Linked DNA regions of Mus musculus: region 1 is linked to region 2. A link is a contact called in public HiChIP or PLAC-seq data. All regions are on one chromosome and are shown on one strand. Each heading gives the region's core, a stretch centred on a gene start, on an enhancer-like site or on the middle of the called end of the contact. The rest is flanking DNA. Distances are from core to core; before and after follow the strand shown.

Region 1 (5,539 bases), core at 967-3,466, 330 kb after region 2:
GCCTAACTGTAACCAGCTTTATTAAAGATTCTTTTAATAAACAATCATGGTATTTCAGGCAGGACATGGGCAGACAATCAACAATATACAAGAACTTCCAAATTCCCTTCTTGTATAGACTACCAAAATCAGAAAGCCACTATAAAACCCAATGAAGTCTTCATTCAATGCTTTGAAAAGGGGGAAGTAGCTTAGAGTGAGGGTTGACATTTCACATTAAGGATGTTGTTTTAACAACTTTTCACAAGCCGACCCTGACTTTTAGGCAGAATTATCAATCTGAAGATCCACAATCTTTTATAAAAGGAACCAGTGCTCTTCTGAGAACACTCAATGAAGTCACTGCAAAGTCCCCATCACTCAATGGACTGGGAAACCAATTTTGGGGGCCAGGTTCCAACAGGTCTCTGGTTTTTAAGGGAATTAAGTCTATGTTGATAGTACAGGGGGAAGAGGATATAAAAGTGAATTTATAGTTTTCCCAGACCACAAGGCATTGTTGTGCCTTGGTGGCCACCTAGGTCAAGACCAGGATCTCTCTCCTGGGAGCCAACAGGAGCCTTCCAAAATTATCAGGGAAAGAGGTTTTCTGTCCTCAATCCAGCTTGGGAGAGATTTTGTTACTGACACATGATCCTTCCCCCACCCAGTAATGAAGTGTTCTGTGTGCTAACAATATAGCTTAAAAAAAAAAAAAGTAAAACGAAATTCTGCATTTTTATAAAACTTGATAAAAAATAGTATTTCAAACTGTACAGTCACCAGAAGTACACAGTTATCAAAAATGTACACACATCACTTGGCATCTCCAGCACCTTCAGCTTTCTGTGCCTGGTCTGTTTTGGCATCTCCATTTTCTGCAGGATTATTCGCATCCTTCCCGGCGTCAGCTTTCCCCTTCTTCCCCTTGGGTACCTTCTCTCCCTTCTTCGCAGGGGCCTTTTTAGGTTTGGGCTCTGGCTTTGGAGGAGCAGGTTTAGCAGACAACCTCGCAGATCTTCTCTGTGGCTCGTCCTTCACCTTGGTTTTGTCTCCTTTAGCATCCCCTTCAGCCTTTCTTTTGGGCATGGTGGCGGCAGGGGACGTCGGCGCTGAGCACGGAATACAGCGGCGCGCGGGTTTGCTTCGTCCGGGGGTCGTCCTCGCTGCTTCCTCACACTGCTCCGTGCTTTAGTGTTAAGGTAGAAGATTCTGTAGCTCTCTCTTAGATCCACTTGATTTAGGATGTTATTTAATTCCAGGGTTTCTCTGCTTGTTTGTTTTCTCCTTCCTTCCTTCCTTCCTTCCTTCCTTCCTTCCTTCCTTCCTTCCTTCCTTCCTTCCTTCCTTTCTTTTTCGAAACAGGGTTTCTCTGTAGAGCCCTGGCTGTCCTGTAGACCAGGCTGGCCTCGAACTCAGAAATCCTCCTGCCCCTGCCTCCTAAATGCTGGGATTAAAGGCGTGCACCACCACTGCCCGGCATTTGTTTTTTTTCTAGACAACCTTTCTATTGGTGAGAGTAAGGTATTGAAATCACCCATAATTACTGCATTGGATAAATCTATGATTTTGCGTGTGATAGTGTTTCTGATATGGTCATGCAGATCTTTTGAGTTCAAGGTCAGTCTACACAGCAAATACCAGAACAATCAAGCTTAGGCAGTGAAGGAGCTAGAAACAAGAAAGCTGATGTCTAGAACAAGGGGGCCACTTCCAGCCCCAGCAAGTAGCAGAACTTTGCAGGTTTGGCCACAGAGCTCTGGCTTTAGAGTCACGAGCAGGAGGAATTACTGTGACAATTGGTGCTGGTTAGCTGGAGCTAAGAAATTAGTAGTGATTAAAAAGAGACCAGCACCAAGTATATGCCAGGGAGTGGCACTATTAGACAGTGGGGGTCTTTTGGAATAGGTGTGTACGGTACTGTGGGTGTGGACTTTAAGACCATCACCTTATGCCAGCTCCTTGCTGGCAGGTCCAGGCAAGAGGAGAGAGGTCCCAGTCCCACCAGGGTCTCTCCAGGGCTGAGCAGGATGGCCAGTGTCGACGGCCCAAAAGAAGCACAACCAAGCCAGGAATCTTGTCAAAACAGGAACTCAACGTTATGGCATCAGCCTCTCACTTATATAAATTTGGAACATAGGGAGGAGGATTTTTGGTGGGGTAAGATGACTTAGGAGGCAGGGAAGGGTGATGGAGGGTGTGGAGTGACTGACAGGGCCAATGGCAAAGCTCTACATCAGCAGTGGTGGGGCAGAGGCAGGGCCAAACAGGACTTGCTGAGTCATCTTGATATGGAAGTGACTGAGACAGGTCTCAAAACTCGAGCCAGGCTTAGGCTCTCCCACAAAGCTGCAGAAACTCGAGCCAGGCTGGGGTTTGTCTTCAAGGCCCAAACCAGGGCCAAATGGGGCCCAACAATCCTAGCTTCTTGGAAATCAGTCTTCCACTAGCAGCCTTCAGATGAAGATGTAGAACTCTCAGCTCCTCCTGTACCTTGCCTGCCTGGATGTTGCCATGCCCCCACCTTGATGGCAATGGACAGAACCTTTGAACCTGCAAGCAAGCCTCAATTAAATGTTCTCTTTATAAGACTTGTCTTGATCATGGTGTCTGTTCACAGCAGTGAAATCCTAACTAAGACAACCACTGAGCTAAAATTTGGGACGTGCTTTTTTGAGAAAACAAAGCAGCTGTGTTAGAGAGATAGACACTGTGCTCACACCTGGACTTGGTGATATCTAAGAAGCGTCCAAGTAATCCTGGTTTGAAGGCATGGAGGGATCACCGAGAGCAGCTGAGGCTCGGCACCGTGAGAGGTCAGAGAAGGCCATTGGGGAAGGTATAGCTTCAGAGGCAGTTGAAGGCTTGATGGGGGGTCATGCAAAGAAATTGAGGCTTAGTACCTTGAAGAGAGCCTAAGAGGGTACTGGTGGAACATAGTTGTAGCAGAATTCCCCAGTGTACCATGGGATGACTACCAAGAACAGCAGCAGCTGTGCAATAGAGTCTACCAGAGCCCAGAGTGCGTCAGTGGGCAGAGCTGGAAAAGTAACCCAAGCCCTTTGGAGAATCCCAGAAGATCATGTGTCCCAGATATTGGACAAGAAACTGTATAGTTAAAGTTGCCTTGGATACCCCATAGTGATGAAGATGCCGAAGTCATGGGATACCTGCCAAGGAAAGCTGCTAACAAGAAGTGGAACCAGCCCAAGAGAAAGAAGTTTGTTGCAGTCAACAAAGATGAAAGTATTAGAAATCTGCAGAGCAGTTTGGCATTGGACATGGAGATGCAGAGTTTGGAGTTCACCTACATGGTTTTCTGCCAGGCCTTGGTCCAGCATTTCCTTACTATGATATTGGAGTCTAATGTACATCCTGTGATGCTGGAAGGCCGTGATCTGCCTTTTAATTTTGATTTTATAGAGGATTACACATGAGTATCAGGAGAAACTTTGATCTTTGGCCTTTTAAATATTGTTGAGATTTTGACAGACTATCGGGACATTTGGAATTGGACTAAATGTATTTTGTGTTATGTTATGGCTAGGGTGGCCCCCATAGACTCATGTGTTTGAACACGCCTATGGGGGTCTGGGAGTGGAATGTGGTGGTTTGAATATGCTTGGCACATGAGATTGGCACTATCAGAAGGTGTGGCCTTGTTGGAGGAAGTGTGTCATTGTATGTGTGGGCTTTGAGGACTCCTATGCTCAGGTTCCACCCAGTACAGAAGAGAGCATCCTCTTGGCTGCCTGAAGATCCTCTTCTTTATGCCCGCCTTTGGATCAAGATGTGGAACCCTTGGCTGCTTCAGTACGGTTTGCCTGTACACTCCTCTGCTTCCTGCCATGATGATAATGGAATGAACCTCTGAAAATTTAAGCCAGCCCCAATCAAATGTTTGCCTTTATAGAATTTGCCACGGTCATGGTGTCTCGTCAAAGCAAATAAACTCTAACCTAACTAGGACAGGGTATAAGGACAAATATTTATCCATTGTTGTTAAGGATTATGCTTTTATGATAGGAATCCTAGAGAATGTATGGCTAGATGGAACATGTCTCAATATCATAAAAGCTATATACAAGCTGGGCGTGGTGGTCTATGAGCTAGAACTGACCTCAAGGTCCCCTTCCTGAAGACCAGCATTCATAGTACCAGGAGGTGCCATGCAAACTTCCAAAACAGGGAGGCAACCAACAGTTTTACCCAGGTATGCCCATGACCCACAGCAATGGCTAACATGGCGCAAGAATCCTGAGGGCGCAGTAGTGGCACATATACCTTGATGGCAACCAATGGCTGTGTAATTGTACACACAACTCTTTGACAAGGATACCTTCACTTGTACTGGAAACCTAGCTAACTACTAAGTGCTGGTGAAACCATGGTTTTTGGAGGAGAATCTACAACCACTAGTTAAGGTTACATGTGATTCTTCAAGGCACATGTTACAGCAGGCAGGTGTAAGCTTTTGCGGTTAGGCTATTATGGGCAATGACCCATTTAGTTTCCACTCTTTCTTCCCTTTTTTTGTTGTTTTGATTTTCCTTCTAGACAGGGTTTCTTTGTGTAGCCCTTGACTGTCTATCCTCCAACAAGCTCTGTAGACTGGGCTAGTCTCAAACTCACAGAGATCTGCCCTCCTATGCCTCACAAGTAGTGGAATTGAAAGTGTGTACCACCACCACTCCGTTCCATGTCTCCCTTTTACAAAGGCTTTGGGCCCTTTCCAGTTATGTCTGACAATAACCAATACAGTGAATCACTAAATAAATCACTTTTTAATAATTGGTCTTTTCTACCATATTCTACTTCAGGAGCAAGTGTGGAGGCCAGGGAACAACTAGAGGGGTTCTCTTCTTCCACTGTCTTGGTCCCACAGATTAAACTCAGGTTGCTAGGGTTGCCGTCAGGCACCTTGGCTTGCTGAGCCAGCCCAAGATACATTTCTCACCAAGTTTTACTCTTTAACTACTTTAAATGTGTAGAAAAGCATTATTAATAATAAGTGCTATAATTCCATATAGAATTTTCAACATTTAAAATATGAAAGTTTCTTATATATTTTACTCAAAAAAATAAAATACATTATTATACAACTGTGTGAGAAAACGGAATAGAGGAGAGCAAGTAAGTCTATAGGCTTTGCTCATTCACTTTAAAAGTTTCCACTTTCGGGCTGGAGAGATGGCTCAGCGGTTAAGAGCAGTGACTGCTCTTCCAGAGGTCCTGAGTTCAAATCCCAGCAACCACATGGTGGCTCATAACCATCCATAATGAGATCTGATGCCCTCTTTTCTGGTGTGTACTTACATATAATAAATAAATAAATATTTAAAAAAATAAAAATTTCCACTTTCAATTATGCATACCTGAGGATCGATTCCCCTGGAGCTGGAGATAGGTTGTGAGCTACCTCATGTGGGTGTTACGACTTGAACTCAGGACTCTGCAAGAGCAGTATGTGTTCTTAACCACTGAGCCACCTCTCTATCACCATCCATGTCATTTTTAAATAGATGTTGGGACAGTCAAATCGCAACTGTACTTAAATTCT
Region 2 (5,424 bases), core at 2,877-5,376:
AGCAGGCCATCTGTGAATCTGAGGCTAGCCTGGTCTACAGGGCAAGTTCCAGGACAGCCAGAGCTACACAGGGAAACCCTCTCTTGAAAAACAAAAACAAGAAACCTGGAAACAAACAAAATACTAGGTTCCTGGCATGAATTCCAACACTGTGAGGGGATACACTGTGAGGGGATACACTGCGAGCTGGGGATACAGCCCAGTGGGTAGAGTATATGCCTAGCAGGGTGGAGGCCCTGAGTTCCCTTGCACTGCATAAACCATGAATCGGTTCAAGGTCATCCTCTACTACTTAGTGATATGGTCAGCATGAGGGCCGTAGCAAGACATGGCAAAAAATAAAACAAGCTGGACCCAGGCTCCTACACAGTTGTAGCTTGGTCTTCATTCGATCCCCTAACAATTGGAGCAGGGGCTGTCTCTGACTCTGTTGCCAGCCATTGGATACCCTTCCCCTGCCTGGACTTTTTTGCTTAGTCCTGCTGGGACTAGATGTCCTGGGGTAGGGTGGTACCCAAGGGGGGCTTCTCCTCTAAGGAGAAGGGGAGGTGGTAGGGGGGGAATTTTTAAGGGCGGGACTAGGAGAAGAGGAGGGAGGGGGCTGTAATCAGGATGTAAAATGAATAAAAAATATATTATTGAGAAAAAATAAGTAAATAAATAGAACAAAATAATGGCTACAACTGTGTGTGACTCTAGTTCCAGGGGATTGGATGTCTTTTTCTGCCCTCCACTGGCTGGCACTGCAAGCACAGGGTGCACTTAAAGCAGGAAAGCCCCTCTAACACATGAAGTATAAACAAATCTTTTAAAAAACAAAGGAACAACAAAAGCTACAATAGTAGCAAAAGTTAATACCAGGTACTGTGGTGCTTGTAATCCCAGCACTGGGGATATGAAGGCAGGAAGGTCAGAAGTTCAAGGTTATCTTTGCTACATATTGAGGCCAGCCTGGGCTACATGAGGGCCTGTCTTGGAAAAGAAAACCACTTACTAATAATATGATTGGTCAGATGGGCCAGTCATTAAACCACAGAACCCATAGAAAGGTAGGAGAGAACAGATTCCAAGGGATTATACCTTCTGTGGCTTGCAAGAATCCATATGCCTGGGTCACACACACAATGACAATAAATACAAATTCAACAAAACACCAAGACATTTGGCCAGCCCTTACTGCTTACTGATTTTGTTAGATGTCCTTCCCAGGAGGGTGGGAACCCAAGTCCACTGTTTCGAGGCCAGAGCTAGTGGTTCAACATTTGTTAAGTGGAGACTCCACGAGGCAGGTACATGATCACTCCCACTTAAGGGAGCTGGTCTCAGAGAGGGGAAGAGACCTAACAGAGGCCACATAACGGTAGGCCTGGGATTTGAACCCAGGTTACTGTTCTAGGCTGGGTAAGCACTCAGCCACTAAGTGACATCCCAAATCAGAGGACAGAGGATCTCTGCATGCAGGAGGACACTAGGCAACTGCTAAATGTGTGATCAGGTGGAGAAAACAAGGTTATTTAGTTTAAAATTAAAGGCCTTGCCCACGCGGCTAGAGAAATAGCTCAGTGGTTACATGTTTGCCCATGAAAGTGTGAGGACCTGAGTTCAGATCCTCAGCACCCAGGAACAGTTGACTGCAAGCCAAACCCTGGGCAAGAGGCCCTTGGGGCTCAATAGCCAGGCAGTCTAGCCAAATGGGTGAGTTCCGGGTTCAAGAAGAAACCTTGTCTCCAATCCTAAGAGACAGCAATAGAGGAAGACACCTAGTATTGTCTCTGCCTTCCACATTCATGTGCACACATGTGCATGTACACCCACACACATGAACACATGCATAGACCACAGGAAGGAAGGAAGGAAGGAAGGAAGGAAGGAAGGAAGGAAGGAAGGAAGGAAGGAAGGAAGGAGAAGGAAGGAGGGAGGGAGGGAGGAAGGGAGGAAGGGAGGGAGAGAGGGAGGGAGGGAGGGAGGGAGGGAGGGAGGGAGGGAGGGAGGGAGGGAAGAGAGTTTTGTCCAAGAGCTGGGGGGTGTGGCTCAGGGGTATAACGTTTGCACAAAAGTCTGAGTTTATTCCCAAGCACCAAAATAAATAAATAAAATGTATTCGGGGTCTGTCATTTGGAGCTGGGCAGGTGGTATTCTCTCAGAATGTCACCTGAATTGACTGTCCCTTACCTGACCAAGCCAGTCGCTTTTCCTCCTCTGTCTGCTCTCCCTTAGCCTCCTTCAAGAAATCTTCTAGAAGTTTCTCTGCTTCCCTGGCTTCTGCCCCTCCTGGGGCTGCCCAGCCCAAAAAGATTCGGACATTGCCTAGGTTCTGATGATCAGGGGGATCCCGGAAGTCCTGAGGATGATTTCGCAGCCAAGAACCCAGCACCGAAACTACAGCCCTGAACAGAGGGGTGTGTGGCTCAAAATTGAGTCCAAGGATCTAAACGTTCCCAACCTTGCAGTCGTCAGACCCGACCTTGAGATCCCTCCCCCACGCTCCCTTGGGTCGAGGGTGTGGACGGGAATGGAAACCGACCTCAGGTTCTTGCTGAAGTTCAGATCTTGTCCCTCTGTCCTCTTGCTGTCTACCCTGGGAAGAAAGCCTCTATCAGATGGGAACAGAGCTATAGGGCGTTAGGACCTCGGTTCTAAATTTGAGGTGTATGTGTGTGTGCGCAGGTAGATGGGGTTCTGGGGATGGGGACATGCGGGTCTCCTGAAAATGACTGACCCAGCAGGAGGTGGTGGCGGCGGCGGTGGCGGGGGTAGCAGAAAACCCAAAACGCGGGCTGTGGGTACAAAGGCCCGGTGGGTGGCCAGGAAGGCAGGCACGAAGCCAGGATCCTGCTCGCGGTCTCCGGACACCAACTCATGCACCAGCCGCTCCAGTCGGGCGGCCCTCAGCGCCCGCACCTTGCTGGTTCGGTAATGAAGGAAGGTGTCGGTAGCCGGGATGGGGGTCTGCGGGGGAGTGGGGCAGTGAATGAAATAAGGTGAGGAGCGTTCCAAGCACCTTGTTTCCAATTATACCCATCTCTGGCACTTTTTTTGGGGGGGTGTGACTGTGTCCTTTTCTGAAACTCCGAGACTCCCTAAATATACACCAATCATGCAATGCTCACATCAACCCCGCAGGACACCCCACTACTCTAGCACTTCCCTCTGTGCCCTCCTCACCCCGCCACCCCAGGCTTCAGGCAGTTTTGCAGCCAAGCTTCACTGGCCAAGCCTGAGTCCCACCCATCACCACCTGGCCGCTCCTCCGTTCTGCTTTCCTGCACCCTGCCGGTCAGTTTCGCCTTTGGGGGGAGCGCTATCACCTGGCCCCACCCCGTTTCCTGGATTCAAACCAAGTCACCTGGCCGCCCCCAGGCCCTTTCCACACACCTGGTCGCCTCTTAGCTCCGCCCTTCCTCCTGGCCCCGTAGTTCTAGGGAGGCTCACCCTCAGCTCTCCAGCTTCCCCCTCTCCTCCCAACTCCCAGGCCCCTGAGCTGAGTCCGCCCTCACTTGCTCGCCTCAGTCCCTTCCTCACCTGGCCTTCTCCAGACCTCTCTGGGGTCGAGCGCTGGCTGCGCTGCCGCCGCAGGGAGACGCTGTACACGGCGCCATCCTCGGTCTCCTCGCCCCAGTCCTGCAGCGGCGCCTGGATGTGGAGGCGGGCTCAGGGAAGTCCCTCCGGCTTCAGCCCCCTGCCTTTATGTTTGGCCCACTTTCCCGAACAGAGTATTCAAGACTCGGGGTGGGATCCCAGGTCTTCGCCACGGATACCCTTCTCCCAGGTCTTGAGTGGATGGAGTATCATTTGGGGATATCCCAGAGTCCAATGTCACAAAGAATCTGTCACCTCCTCCTGAGATTCCTCAGACCCCCGTCCCCATCCCCCAAACTAGCCGCTTCACGGGGTCAGGAACTCTGAATCCCCAAATGGGGACTCCAAGGCACATCCATTTTGCAGAAAGATTAGAAAACGAGGGGCGGTCGCCTGGAGTTTCTGAATCTGGGGGTACACTAGGGACGTGGGGTCCGAGGATCCCCAGCTTCCTCTTACCAGGGCCAGCTCTTTGCCCGCTGTCCTCTCCATGGCCCCGGTGCCCGTCCTGCTCCCTGGCGCCGCTGAGTGAAGCGGAAGGGCCAGCGGGCAGTGGGGCGGGGCAGCCGAGCGTCCAGTCGTGGGGCGGGGCTGGGCAAGGCGGTCCCACAATTCCAGAGGTCCCCAGCCGGACCCCATCCCCGCACCCAGGCTAGCCTAGAAGTCCCGTTCCTTCCCAGAAGTGCGGGTCAATCTGTCACTCAGACATATGGGTGCAGGGGACACGACAACAGGTCTGTGTCCCTGGGAGGGAAGTGCTTTATACTAGGTTGGGGTTGATCAATCCCAGGTGTCGAGGGTGTCTCCTATGTCTGGAGGAGAAGGAGGGCACACTGAATCTGTACCATAGGTGATGGAAGCCATGCCATCTCAGGCTAGAAGCCGCGAAGTGTCTGTGGCCCTGCATTTTGTGGGGGCAGCCTTTTGGGGGCGGTGCAGGGTCAAAAAGAGGTGAATACCCAGGGGGTTGTTCAGTGACCTTTATTGCGCGATTCCGAGGCGGGCACCAACCCGCCTCGAGAGATTTACTGTGGGAACTTCTGGCTCGGCCTTTTCTCTCCTCCGGGCGCTGCTGGCCTGCGGTGCTCCCTGCTTGAGCTTCCTCCAAGCCCTTGAAGGAGCCTCCGGGGCTCCCAGACACACACCACCCGTAGGTGGACCCAGAGGGTCGGAGGGCTCCCTAGAGTCCCGGAGGCATCCGATAGGACTTGACTGCGAGTCTAAGATCTGCGCAACCTATTGCGCTTCTTGCTGCGGGCTTCGATTAACTTCTGGGAACGGAGCTTGAAGGCAGCGCGGGTCACCACATCACGGTCATCATCCTCACTCTCCTCTTCATCTACAGAGAGAGGCAGGGGTGGGTGATGGGGAGGGTGAGGGACCGTTTCTTTTTCCCTTCCCAGCCTTCGCCACACCATGCACCTCCTCCTTGGCCTTGACTTAAGGCCACCTCGCGCCCCTCCCATTCATCCCCCTTTGGCCCACACTGACCAAAGAACTTGTCCTTGACACTGGCGACGGGCAGAAGGATGCGGGTGTTGTATAGGGGCAGCTTTCCTTCTAGCGTGGCCAGGAACTGCGGGGGGGGGGGGTAGGGGGAGGCCGGAGAGAGATGTGGGATGGCAGTGAGGCTCTGTTCCACCTCCGTGCACCTTACATTGAGTTTCTACCGGATTCTAGGTGGAGATCACTGCCCACCCTTCGCTGCCTGGTTTCGGAGGCCCTGCCACCTGAGATCCACCCAGTCCAGGCTTCGCTACTCTGGTTATGAAGCTCACGCCCATTCAGCACCTGTTTCCTATGTCAGTCTGCTCTCTGATTTTCGACCCTCCCTCCCCCACCCCC

Evidence for each region. HiChIP or PLAC-seq counts read pairs in DNA pulled down with a chosen protein or histone mark.
Region 1: an H3K4me3 HiChIP or PLAC-seq map of bone marrow-derived macrophages shows a contact between it and region 2, with 3 times the contacts expected there. The contact joins the enhancer-like site here to the promoter of Rgl3 in region 2. A contact is called at or near these places in 1 of 39 promoter capture datasets (pre-B cells), 3 of 484 Hi-C or Micro-C datasets (CD4 T cells, large pre-B cells and pro-B cells) and 1 of 115 datasets of contacts at active chromatin or transcription factors (bone marrow-derived macrophages).

What each region holds. Positions count from the first base shown.
Region 1 is chr9:22,320,310-22,325,848 of GRCm38.p6, forward strand. It overlaps the pseudogene Gm10182. Among named protein-coding and RNA genes, the nearest start is that of Zfp810, 15 kb to the left of the region's middle. Within about 2 kb of position 2,217, at least 36 of the 459 cell types and tissues checked have an H3K27ac peak or open chromatin away from gene starts, as enhancers often do. A contact at or near this core is called in bone marrow-derived macrophages, where this site is marked.
Region 2 is chr9:21,985,327-21,990,750 of GRCm38.p6, forward strand. It overlaps Rgl3 (ral guanine nucleotide dissociation stimulator-like 3), which reads right to left and starts at 4,127. Exons shown (of 19, transcript NM_023622.4): 1 at 4,039-4,127; 2 at 3,523-3,633; 3 at 2,720-2,949; 4 at 2,525-2,578; 5 at 2,173-2,387. The coding sequence starts at 4,071. Ccdc151 (coiled-coil domain containing 151) reads right to left here. Exons shown (of 13, transcript NM_029939.3): 12 at 5,071-5,155; 13 at 4,545-4,918. The coding sequence ends at 4,800. Gm36414 (a long non-coding RNA gene) reads left to right here and starts at 4,170. Exons shown (of 2, transcript XR_379185.4): 1 at 4,170-4,313; 2 at 5,260-5,382.